2 separate regions of the Mus musculus genome follow, and region 1 is linked to region 2. The links are chromatin contacts, called in public HiChIP or PLAC-seq maps. All regions are on one chromosome and are shown on one strand. The core of a region is the stretch at or near the end of the contact, and the rest is flanking DNA. Distances in the headings are between cores, read along the strand shown.

Region 1 (5,114 bases), core at 1,811-4,310, 940 kb after region 2:
TCTATCTATCTATCTATCATCTACCTAAATCATGTATCATTTTATTTGTACTGCTGTTTCTGTCCTTGTGGAAAAGCCTAAATACTAATTTATTTCCATAAACAACCTAAATTTCCCTTTTCTGAATAAAACAATAAACTGACACCTTATAAAGATTACAAGGTGAATATTTGGGGGAGGCCAGTATTTCTTCTATTATACACTATGTCAAAAGCTTTGATACATGCCCAAGAGCATGAAGTGCTTCCCACAACCAGGGTGTTGCCCTCCTAATGAGACTTAGAGCCTAAAATCTCCCTGAAGCCCCTGAAGCTTTTTTTAACTTACAAGGTAGTAGAGGGCAGGATGGAAGGCAAACTTTCAAAGAACCAGAACAGCTGAGGCTGGGCTAAAAAGTCTCCTGATTCAGAAAGAGGTTGGTTCAAATGTCAAGAGAAAGACTGTCCTTTGATTCACAACTGTTTATGTCCCTGGCTATGCAGAAGAGCATGGTCCGAGTGTTGTCTAGCAATTTCCTCCACGATAAAACATCCCATTTGAAGGGAAACTTACTAAGGTGCACAGAGAAAAGAAGCATACCTTAGCAAGGATGCTCTTTAATCTCAGAGAGCAAACACGTAAAGACTTCAGGAAGTCCCTAAAACTGATTAGCGTCACTAGGCTCCACCTTTCATGCCTATATAAGCAGAAAGGACTGCTGGGAGACTCTCCCAGACCAGGTGTGCTCCCTTGAAGAGACAAAGATGAGAGAACTTCTTGGAGGAGGCTCAGATCACTTGAGCTGCCTGAGTCTCTCCAACCTGCTCAGCTTTCTACAGGTTGTATTATGAGCTCCGGGTCTCTGTCTTTCATGGGTCATCACACATGCAGGATGGGTCAGCTTACTGAGAGTGTGTTGAGTCACCTCAGCTTCTGTAAGTACCTCTTCACCAGTATCCCTGCAAGTAGCCCCAATAAAACACTGACCAAGTTGGTCTTTGGCGGTGTCCTTATTTTCATCCATCATTTGTTTCCCCACTTGGTGTAGCTACATGTTTGCTCATATCTCCCCAGGAATGTCACACAACACTGAGGTTGACTTAGAACACGTCAACTTACTGGCTAGCTGAGTCCTACTAAAGTTGCCAGAAAGGTTTGACAACTATCACAACTGCAAGTCAGACTACAGAAGTTCCTTTCCCAGCTGGGAGCCTGGGAATCAGAAAGGCACAACATTTATGAAGTAAATGTCACTAGCTTCCACTTCAAGCATTCTTTTCGAATAGAAACCATGAAACGTGGCAGGGAAATATGGCCTAGGCTCCAAATAAGAGAAGGGTCGCCAGTAGCAAATGTGGGTGACCTAGACACTAGGGTGATGGTCAGACAGGGTTGTTCACCTCATTCTGACAGAGCTGAGGGGAGATTAACAAGTAACTGACCTCTGGGCAGTAAAGCTGTGCCTCATGGGAATCTGGGTTACCAATCCGGAAGCTACTTTGTACCTACTGTAGGTGGCCAGGTAAGAAACATACACCATGGGTTATGAATGTCCGGCTTCATACACTCAGAGGACAGAGTCACACATTGGGGAAAGCTGACATCCAGAAGGAATCCTAGAGTGTTTGGCTGAAATTGTAAATACCAGAGTAAGAATCCAAATGTTTAAAAGCAAGTATTAGTATTCAGTGGGGGTTAAAATTAAATGTAAAAGGAGTAAGAGCAGATAGAAAATTGTCCTTTAGACTATCACAGAAGAGACCCAACCGCATATCTTAAAATCTTAAAGCTGGGCATCTTCAGACTCCCAGCAGATCTCCTCAGGAAAATAATTAACTTCAAAGAAAATTGTGTAGCTTGAGAGTGGAGAGCTTCAGAAGTCACCAATAAGTAACCAAGACTAATGCCAATAACATGAAGGGCCACCCCATTATAGGCCCCATTACTATACTTCTGTAGTGTCTGTTGGTAATGTATTACCCAAATCTCTTCACAAGAAAACAGCAGACAAAGCCAAACTCAAGAGATAATCTACCAAAAACAAACAAACAAACAAACAAACAAAACAAAACAGAACAAAACAAAACAACAGCACTCAATAGAAGTCTGGAGAAACAGGAAACTACCAAGGTTCTGCTATGCACTGGAGACAGAGACAAGACAACTAAACACAAGATGGGATCTTAGATTGGATCCTGGAACAAAGACAACAAAAAGCTGGGAAAATCTTAAGTGCAGACAAACAGCTATTGTTTGGTGACTAGGAACATGGAGGTATTCACCCCTCCTTCTGGTCACTGTCCAAGGGTCAGGCTAGATGTTAACAGGAATCAGAACAAGCATGGGCAGATCTTTCCATGTTGTTCTTGCAAGTTTTCTGTAAATCTAAAACTATAGTGTTAAAAGGATCCCAAGGGATCCAGAGGAGAAGAAGAAGAAGAAAAAAAATGAGGCAATATGACTTGAAAGAGAACTTCCAGAAAGGCATATTAACTGATTAATAGATACATAGTAACTGATAAATCTAAACATAGTAAAAACGTTTTAAATGAATCAACTAGAAATGTCAGAACTAAAGAACACCGAGATCTGGGCTGCAGAGAGGGCTCAGCTGGTCCAGGCACTTGTAAGCTACCCCTTCCAGCCTGAGTTCCCACCTGGACTCCCACAAAGTGGCAGAGAACTGGTTCCTGAGCATTGTCCTCTGACCTCCCAACCCACGGGGCACAGTCAGGCACACAGAAAAACAAACAAGAAACAAATAACATTTAAGAGAGCGCTGACAGTTCAAAGTAGGACCCTTTTATAATTGTGCCGCCGCTAGGTGGAGCAGGTGGAGGGATACCTGTGCGACTCGTTTCCTAGGACGTTCTGATAACAGCCACGTTTGGGAACTACTCATTGAATGAACATTATGATAAACGTCACTAAACGTGGAGTATGATGAGGGATCCTAAGGTTGCTGCTGCGTTTGAGGATTTTGATTGCGTTCAGCCGCGTGGAAAGGGCACAGCACAACACAGAAGATGATGGCGGCGGCGGCTGGAGCCAGAGGATCTGTCTTTCAGTGTTCCTCTGCTTTCTCTCTCACCAGAGGCCACCCTTGAGCATATCCCGGTCTCCATGAACAAGAACACTGCTTCTGCCCAGTGAAACCCTTCACAAAGTCTAAGGCTCTTCATAGGAAAAAGTTGTGGGGAGCTGGTCACATAGGTCTCCTCTGTTCAGCACATACTGAAATTTCAGATTAACAGAACAGCAACCACGGCCAGCTAGGAAAAGCTGAAATTACAGAGGCACTGCTTGCCTTCAGTCTCATGGCCTGGCCAATGGCAGTTCCCAAGCAGCCCTCTGCGGGAATGGCATCATGGATCTGACATACTCAATCCCTCATTAACATTGACACTGCACTGAGCCCTTCTGTGAACACAATCACCATGTTGGCTGTTTTACATACATTGCCTCATATAATCTTCGTGGCAATTCTCCACATTGGTATTGATTTTTCTAGAGGGGGATTGAGACTTACAGATAGCCCCCCCCCCCAATTTATACTTACACACTTTAAAAAAATTAATATATTTATTTGTTTACTTACATCCCAACGGCAGTTTTCCCTTCCTCCTCTCCTCCTAGTCCTTTCCCCACACCAAGATGACACTTCAATTCTGGAAAAACAACAACAACAACAATTTAACAAATTAATCCCATTACACAGCATGTAAGCAATTAGCTATCCTTCAAACTCACAGTTTGGTTCATGCTGGCTTGAATCTTTGATTTTTTTTTTTTTTTTTTGAATTACAAAAAGCTAACAGCTACCCTCCTTCTATATGGAACTTTTTTTTTTCATAAAGGGTGTTTCCAAAAGTACCTAAAAGCAAATTTTATAAACCTCCTTTTTAAACAGCCACCACTTATGTAAGTAATAAGTAGTATATATGCATATACCTAAGGTAGACCCTGAGGCTTAATGCCATCCGGTTAGTTCCCACCTCTCTACACTGCTGCACTGGGAGTAAAGGTTTCAACACACGCTTGTGGAAGGACAGCTTGGCACCATAGCAACAAAACATTATCCTCCCCCCCCCCCATAAAACACCTATATTATTCATCCTATAGTACAGCGGAGCCCTCCATGTTCCAGTGGAAGGATTTCTGGATAAGAAGCACATGGGTTCGGTTTACACAGTTAAGTTCTTTCCTGACAGATGCCATCGCTGACCATCCTTAAATACAGAAATGCAGGTAGAGTTTGGGTGTGCTAATTGCACACATGAGCCAGTATATTTCTCTCACTGCTACATTCCACATGGAGAACAGCTGTGACCTGACAGCTTTTGCAAAAATGTATTCAGGTACAGTAGCAGCGAACTGTATCCAGATGCCTACATGCTGCTCTATGTCTGAAAGGAAGCTGGGAGTCAGAAACCAACAGCCATCAGATGTGTCTCACCTTCAGATAAATATTTCATGCTCACAATAACTTTTTCCAAATGCAGCTTGACTTTCAAGTACACTGACACTTGTCCAGGCAGCGATCTGCACAAAACACAAAGGCCAAGGGAACAGCATTTTAATTTAATCACAGGCCCTGTGAATATTCTCCCTCTGTGGGAAAACCAGGGCCTTTGGTACAGAATAGTAATTACAGCCAGTAGATGGCATCTAAAAGCTAGGATAATATTTCAGATCTATATTTAACCCCAGACTTGCTCATTTCCAAAGGTTGACCCTCTAGCGTTAGTCATATTGAATCAATTTTAATTTTCAACCCTATTCACACCAGAGTTGAACTTAAGATTTTTTTCAACCAATAAACTCTTATCACTTTTACTGCTCACATAGTGCTGCTGCAGTAAGCAGACTAACACAATACTACTACACAGTAAGCAGGTTAATGTGGGTTCTCCGAGCAGCTATCATTTAAAACATTAACCATTGAACAAAGGCTTGTCAAGTATCCTTGGTGTTGCCTGATTGAATAAACCAAACTGATAAATCTTGGACCAGGACCAAAAGATATAATGAGTCTCACACCAAACACCCTTCAACTTGGATAAATTCCAGGGGAGTCAACTGAGTTTAAAAGTTTCACAAACAATTATATTACTGAATAGGGCACAGCAGAGAGA
Region 2 (5,140 bases), core at 1,172-3,671:
CATGTATGCTAAACTAGAACTCAATCATTGATCAAGAATCTCTTTACATAAGCTAAGGACCCCAAGCTTCAATGTTAGTGACATTTTGATGTTTTGTATCTACATTTTTTTTTTAATCAAGGATGATGGCTAGTTTTCTGCAGAATGCTGTTAGACTGACATAGACTGACATAGGTCAGAGTAATTTGGAAGCCTTAAAAAAATTGTCAAAGGTCTGTTCAAGACTTGATAAATTGATTTTTAACTATCCCCTAACAGATTTCATGACTATGGGGAAGACATTTAAAACACCGTATAAGGACAGAAAGATGTTTTCACTGGCAAGCAATGGAATGATCTCCATTCCAGAATGAGAGCAGACTTCATCAAAGGCTGGTGAGGAGATCATGGCAGACCTCTACTTGGGAGTTAAATACTAAGCTGCTTTAAAAAAAAAAGTCTGGAAAACAAACAAGACAGAAAATCATTTATCTGTTGAAAAACAAGGCCTTGTAAATCCATTAGTATATTCTCCCAAATCCATTAGAGCAATCTCCTGTGATAATTCAGTATTCCTCAGTTATGGGGGTAGGTGGGGGAAGAGAGAAGAATAACTAGGTTGGTAAAATGCTGGTCTGGCAAACATGTAAAAAAGAAAGGCAGGATGCTGTACCCTTATAATCCCAGCCTTGGGGAAGTGGAGACAGATGGATCTGGCCAACTGGTCTACCTGGCAAGCTCCAGGCCATGAAAGATTGACCCCAAAATCAAGGTGGATAGCAATTAAGGACTGACAACCTAAGTCTCCACTTCTCCATATGCACACATGCATATGTGCATACACACATACACACACAGACACACACACTGTTATGCATAGAGTATCATATAGGCAGAATTTGTACCATACGTAGGAATGTCATGTAAAACATTTAAAAAACAACAAAACTGAGAAACTGATTTCAGTGACTACAGCCAGGGTCCATTAGTATCAGGGAATTGTATTATAACTTCTCCAGTGTGCTATAATGGATGAACACTTGTTGAAAATGCTCTACAGTCCCATGAGAAACCCTGTAGGGTACGATTGTAATTTCTTTTATAGAAACAAAAACAAAGGCGACCAGAAAGTTCACCACAGCCTAAACACATATCACCAGAGATAATGGAAAAAGTGAACTTCAGGAGCAGGCAGCCGGACCTCAGTGCCAGGGCTCTAGCACATTTTGGATAATTTCCCACTGACTACTTGCAGTATTTTTGTTTTTCATGCAGTGACTGTTGCCAAAAATCTACTTATGAATGAACAATACAAGCAATTTCTTCTTACCGAAAGCAGGCACCACCAGACAATTACAGGGCACGCAGGCTTTTAAGGCCTGGGAACTGAGGCGTGCAGGACGCTTCAGAAACCTGCAGATCATTAATGGGCTGGCTATCAATCCATGGGAATTCTGTGACTGCAGTAATTTAGTTTAAAACAACAACAAAAAAAAGGTACCACGTAGGGAGGACCTCCATCCAGAAACCTCCTAGTGCACTGCACGACAATGCCAAGCACAGGTGCTACCTTACAGCTGGTGGCATTCTTTGTTTTGCTTTTCTTCATTCTCTTCCCATCCTTTTACTCAAAGCTCTTCCCATGGCATTTATCGGACAAGTCATACAGAGTTCGAATTCTCTAAGCTTTGACCTCAAAACACTAAGTTCCATTCTTCAGCATACCCAACTGCTATTTGTTTTTCTCTGAAACCCAACAGCAACCTGTGCCACGCCCACAGCACCAAAAGCATTAGCAGTTGACCATGTTGTACAGTCGGGACATAGGCAGCCATCTTTAGTACAGCTGAACTAGGATTCCATTTGGGGAAGCTTACTGAAGGGAGGATGTCACCAGGCTAATGACTTCAGGGAAACATTGTCTGTCGGGGGGTGGGGGTGGGGGGGCAGGGGTGGGGAGCTGAAAAGCCATGCCAGCTTGAAAAGAGATGAAATCTCCAGAGAAATTTGGAAGTTCCAGGGAAGTCTTGGAGAATGATCTATGGAGACCCACATTAAAGAACAGGACCCAGGTGAAGGCACAAGGACTGTAGAGGAAGATCAGCCCTTCCTAGTCTATGTAAGTGAGTAGACTAGTCCAAGTGAGCAGGCTAGCCCAGGAAACAGAACACAGCACTGAGGAGAACCACGCCAAGTAGGAGAGTACAAGGATCCTGAATGGGAGAGCCGGGCACTACAATCTCCAGGAGAGTAACAAAGGTTGCCTGCAGCTAGGGAGGAGAGGGCAGAATGTGGGCTCTGGCCAAGGGATCAGCAGATAAACCCAAAGGGGTCGAGGAGTCAGAGGGGCAAGCCTTCAGTAAACAGCAGAATTGTAAGCAGAGCAGGGAAAACGCACAAAGAATCCACAATCGCAATCCCTTCTCTGGTATCTCTCACAGCTGCATTCCTATGCACATACACTGCCCCCGTCGCTGCACACATCAGCTTTGCGTCAGAGGGAGAGAAGAATAGATTGCCTGGTTCTTTGAGAGAGCAATATGGAAAAACACGGACTTCCATGTCTTTCAATTAAACTAGAGATCACTACAGGCTCCACAGACAGACCCTCTCTCAAGATAGGAAGTGAAATAATGGACAGGCTGGGGCTTGGGTGGGGCTCAGTAGCAGCTTGATTGCTCCTGGGTTTCACAGCACTGAAAAATGAGGACTGAAGACGGAGCCCACAGGAGACTTGTTAATGCCAGAAAGCAGCCTCAGTGAAGAATGGAAAGACCCACAACTATTGCCACCGCAACCTCCACGTTTTCCTGCCTCTACACCACAGAACATGGAGAACACACTGGACCTTCACACGGATCTGTGTGTGGAAGGCCCCCCCAGACCCCAGAATCCAACTTCCAGTTCTCTTTGAGCCGATGCTAGAAATTATAACTTGAGCCAGACCCTTAGCTGCTCAGGATTGTCGCCTGCATGCCTTCTTCAGGGCCATGGACGGAGATTAATGAAACTATGTTTGCAAAGGGCTTGTGGCACTTCCCTTATACACCTAGAGAGGTATGTTATGAACTGCCCCCAAAATGAGCTGATTCTTGGGGATCAAAAGCAGGAAGGAGGCAAGAGCTGAGCTGACAGCAGCATTTGCTAGGGGCTTGATCCCCTCGGTGGGTTTATTTATTTATTTTTCAAATAGCAATCTGGAAAGAAGTGCTCACATTAAAGCAGAGGGAGGAGCCAAGGGCTCTGGCACTGCTGGCATCTTGGGAAGAGTCCAGTGCTTCTCAGATAAGTGGATATTAGCCCAGAAACTTAGAATACCCACGATACAATTTGAAAATTACATGAAACTCAAGAAGGAAGACCAAACTGTGGACACTTCGTTCCTTCTTAGAAGGGGGAACAAAATACCCATGGAAGGAGTTACAGAGACAGAGTTCGAAGCTGAGACTGAAGGAAGGACCATCCAGAGACTGCCCCACCCGGTGAACCATCCCATAAACAACCACCAAACTCAGACACTATTGCAGATGCCAACAAGATTTTGCTGACAGGACCCTGATATAGCTGTCTCCTGTGAGGCTATGCCAGTGGCTGGCAAATACAGATGTGGATGCTCACAGTCATCTATTGGATGGAACACAGGGTCCCCAATGAAGGAGCTAGAGAAAGTACCCAAGGAGCTGAAGGGGTCTGCAGCTCTATAGGAGGAACAACAATGTGAACTAACCAGTACCACCAGAGCTCATGTCTCTACATGCATATATAGCAGAGAATGGCCTAGTCGGCCATCAATGGGAGGAGAGACCATTGGTCTTGCCCCAGTATAGGGGAATGCCAGGGCCAGGAAGCAGGAATGGGTGGGGGGCAGGGGGAGGGAGAGGGTATAGGGAATTTTCGGAGAGGAAACTAGGAGAGGGGATAGCATTTGAAATGTAAATGAAGAAACTATCTAATTAAAAAGAAAAAAGAAAATTGGACCTAGTACAGAGTAACTTAAAAGGATGTGGGTGGGTTAATGTTGTCACAGAGAAACTTGCAGGGAGAAACCATAGGACAAAGCCCATGATGTTCTCACAGTGTATACAGGCAGACTCATTCCTACTGAATTATTCATGGTTGGCAAAGGTTAAAAGGAAAGAATGGCAAGCATTCCATTCTCTACCATAAAAGAAGCTCCATGGCCAGGTACAGTGGTATACACCTGTAACCCCAGCACTTTGGAGGCTGAAGCAGGAGGATTGCTAGTTCAAGGCCAGCCTGGGAAAACCCTACTGAAAAAAGAAAGGAAGGGAGGGAGAAGGGATGGAAGGAGGAATCGAGGCAAAAAGAAACAGGAAGGGAGCAAGAAACAATGGATTAAAGAAAAACAGGGAAATAAATACATGGTGGATAAGAAATAAATAGGCCACCGCTTCCACTGTCTTGGCTACAGAGCCTCTGTCTATCTAGACTATTCTAAGGTCACTGTGGTTCTCTCCATACTGCTGAGGTTCTGGACGTTTGGGCACACAGTGAAGTGCCTTCCAGAGTGCTGCTGAAGCCCCCAGTCCCCCAGCTTTCCTCCCCACAACTATGGAAGGCATTCTGCCCAGAGGGGAGCAGGATGGAATACCCGGGTCAAGCCATGTACACCGCCCACTTATCTGGGCTCCAGAGAGTCCCATACCATTCTAATGAACAGAACCACTGAACCACGCCCGACCGATCCTGCTAAGCAAACCACGGGCTGCCTCCGCTCCGAATCCCCACTACGTACGATTCTTGGGTTCTTGAGAAGTCTACTGTGGTGTGACCTCAATGGAGCCAAGAAGGAAATCCACTTACCTGTTGGACGCTGATTTTGGCACGAGCATGCACAAGGACTATGTTCACATCAACACCGCTAGCAACTGCAGAGGGCTCAGGCTAATCTTCCCGGCCCTCTGGCTCCATGTTTACCTGCCTACTCCTCGAAATTTGCTCGGTAAAATGGGTTCTTCCAAGCCTATTGTTTTTGCCTCACTGATGTCATTTAACAATGAGCATCCATCTAAGTCAACCTGCCAAACAATCTCCAGTGTGGTTTATTTTTTTTATTTGTTTTTAAATCTTTTATCTTTCTCCTTAAATATTCTACAAGTGTCCGTGTCCCTAGGAAATGACCCCCTTTTCAGCCTCTCCT

The links. HiChIP or PLAC-seq counts read pairs in DNA pulled down with a chosen protein or histone mark.
Region 1: a contact with region 2 is called in an H3K27ac HiChIP or PLAC-seq map of extraembryonic endoderm stem cells, with 4 times the contacts expected there. The contact joins two enhancer-like sites. A contact is called at or near these places in 1 of 115 datasets of contacts at active chromatin or transcription factors (extraembryonic endoderm stem cells) and 1 of 9 other capture datasets (embryonic stem cells).

What each region holds. Positions count from the first base shown.
Region 1 is chr17:68,879,026-68,884,139 of GRCm38.p6, forward strand. No RefSeq gene overlaps it. Among named protein-coding and RNA genes, the nearest start is that of Gm36392, 7.3 kb to the left of the region's middle. Within about 2 kb of position 3,061, at least 28 of the 459 cell types and tissues checked have an H3K27ac peak or open chromatin away from gene starts, as enhancers often do. A contact at or near this core is called in extraembryonic endoderm stem cells, where this site is marked.
Region 2 is chr17:67,943,215-67,948,354 of GRCm38.p6, forward strand. The region is part of intron 1 of Arhgap28 (Rho GTPase activating protein 28); the gene reads right to left. Among named protein-coding and RNA genes, the nearest start is that of Arhgap28, 58 kb to the right of the region's middle. Within about 2 kb of position 2,422, at least 21 of the 459 cell types and tissues checked have an H3K27ac peak or open chromatin away from gene starts, as enhancers often do. A contact at or near this core is called in extraembryonic endoderm stem cells, where this site is marked.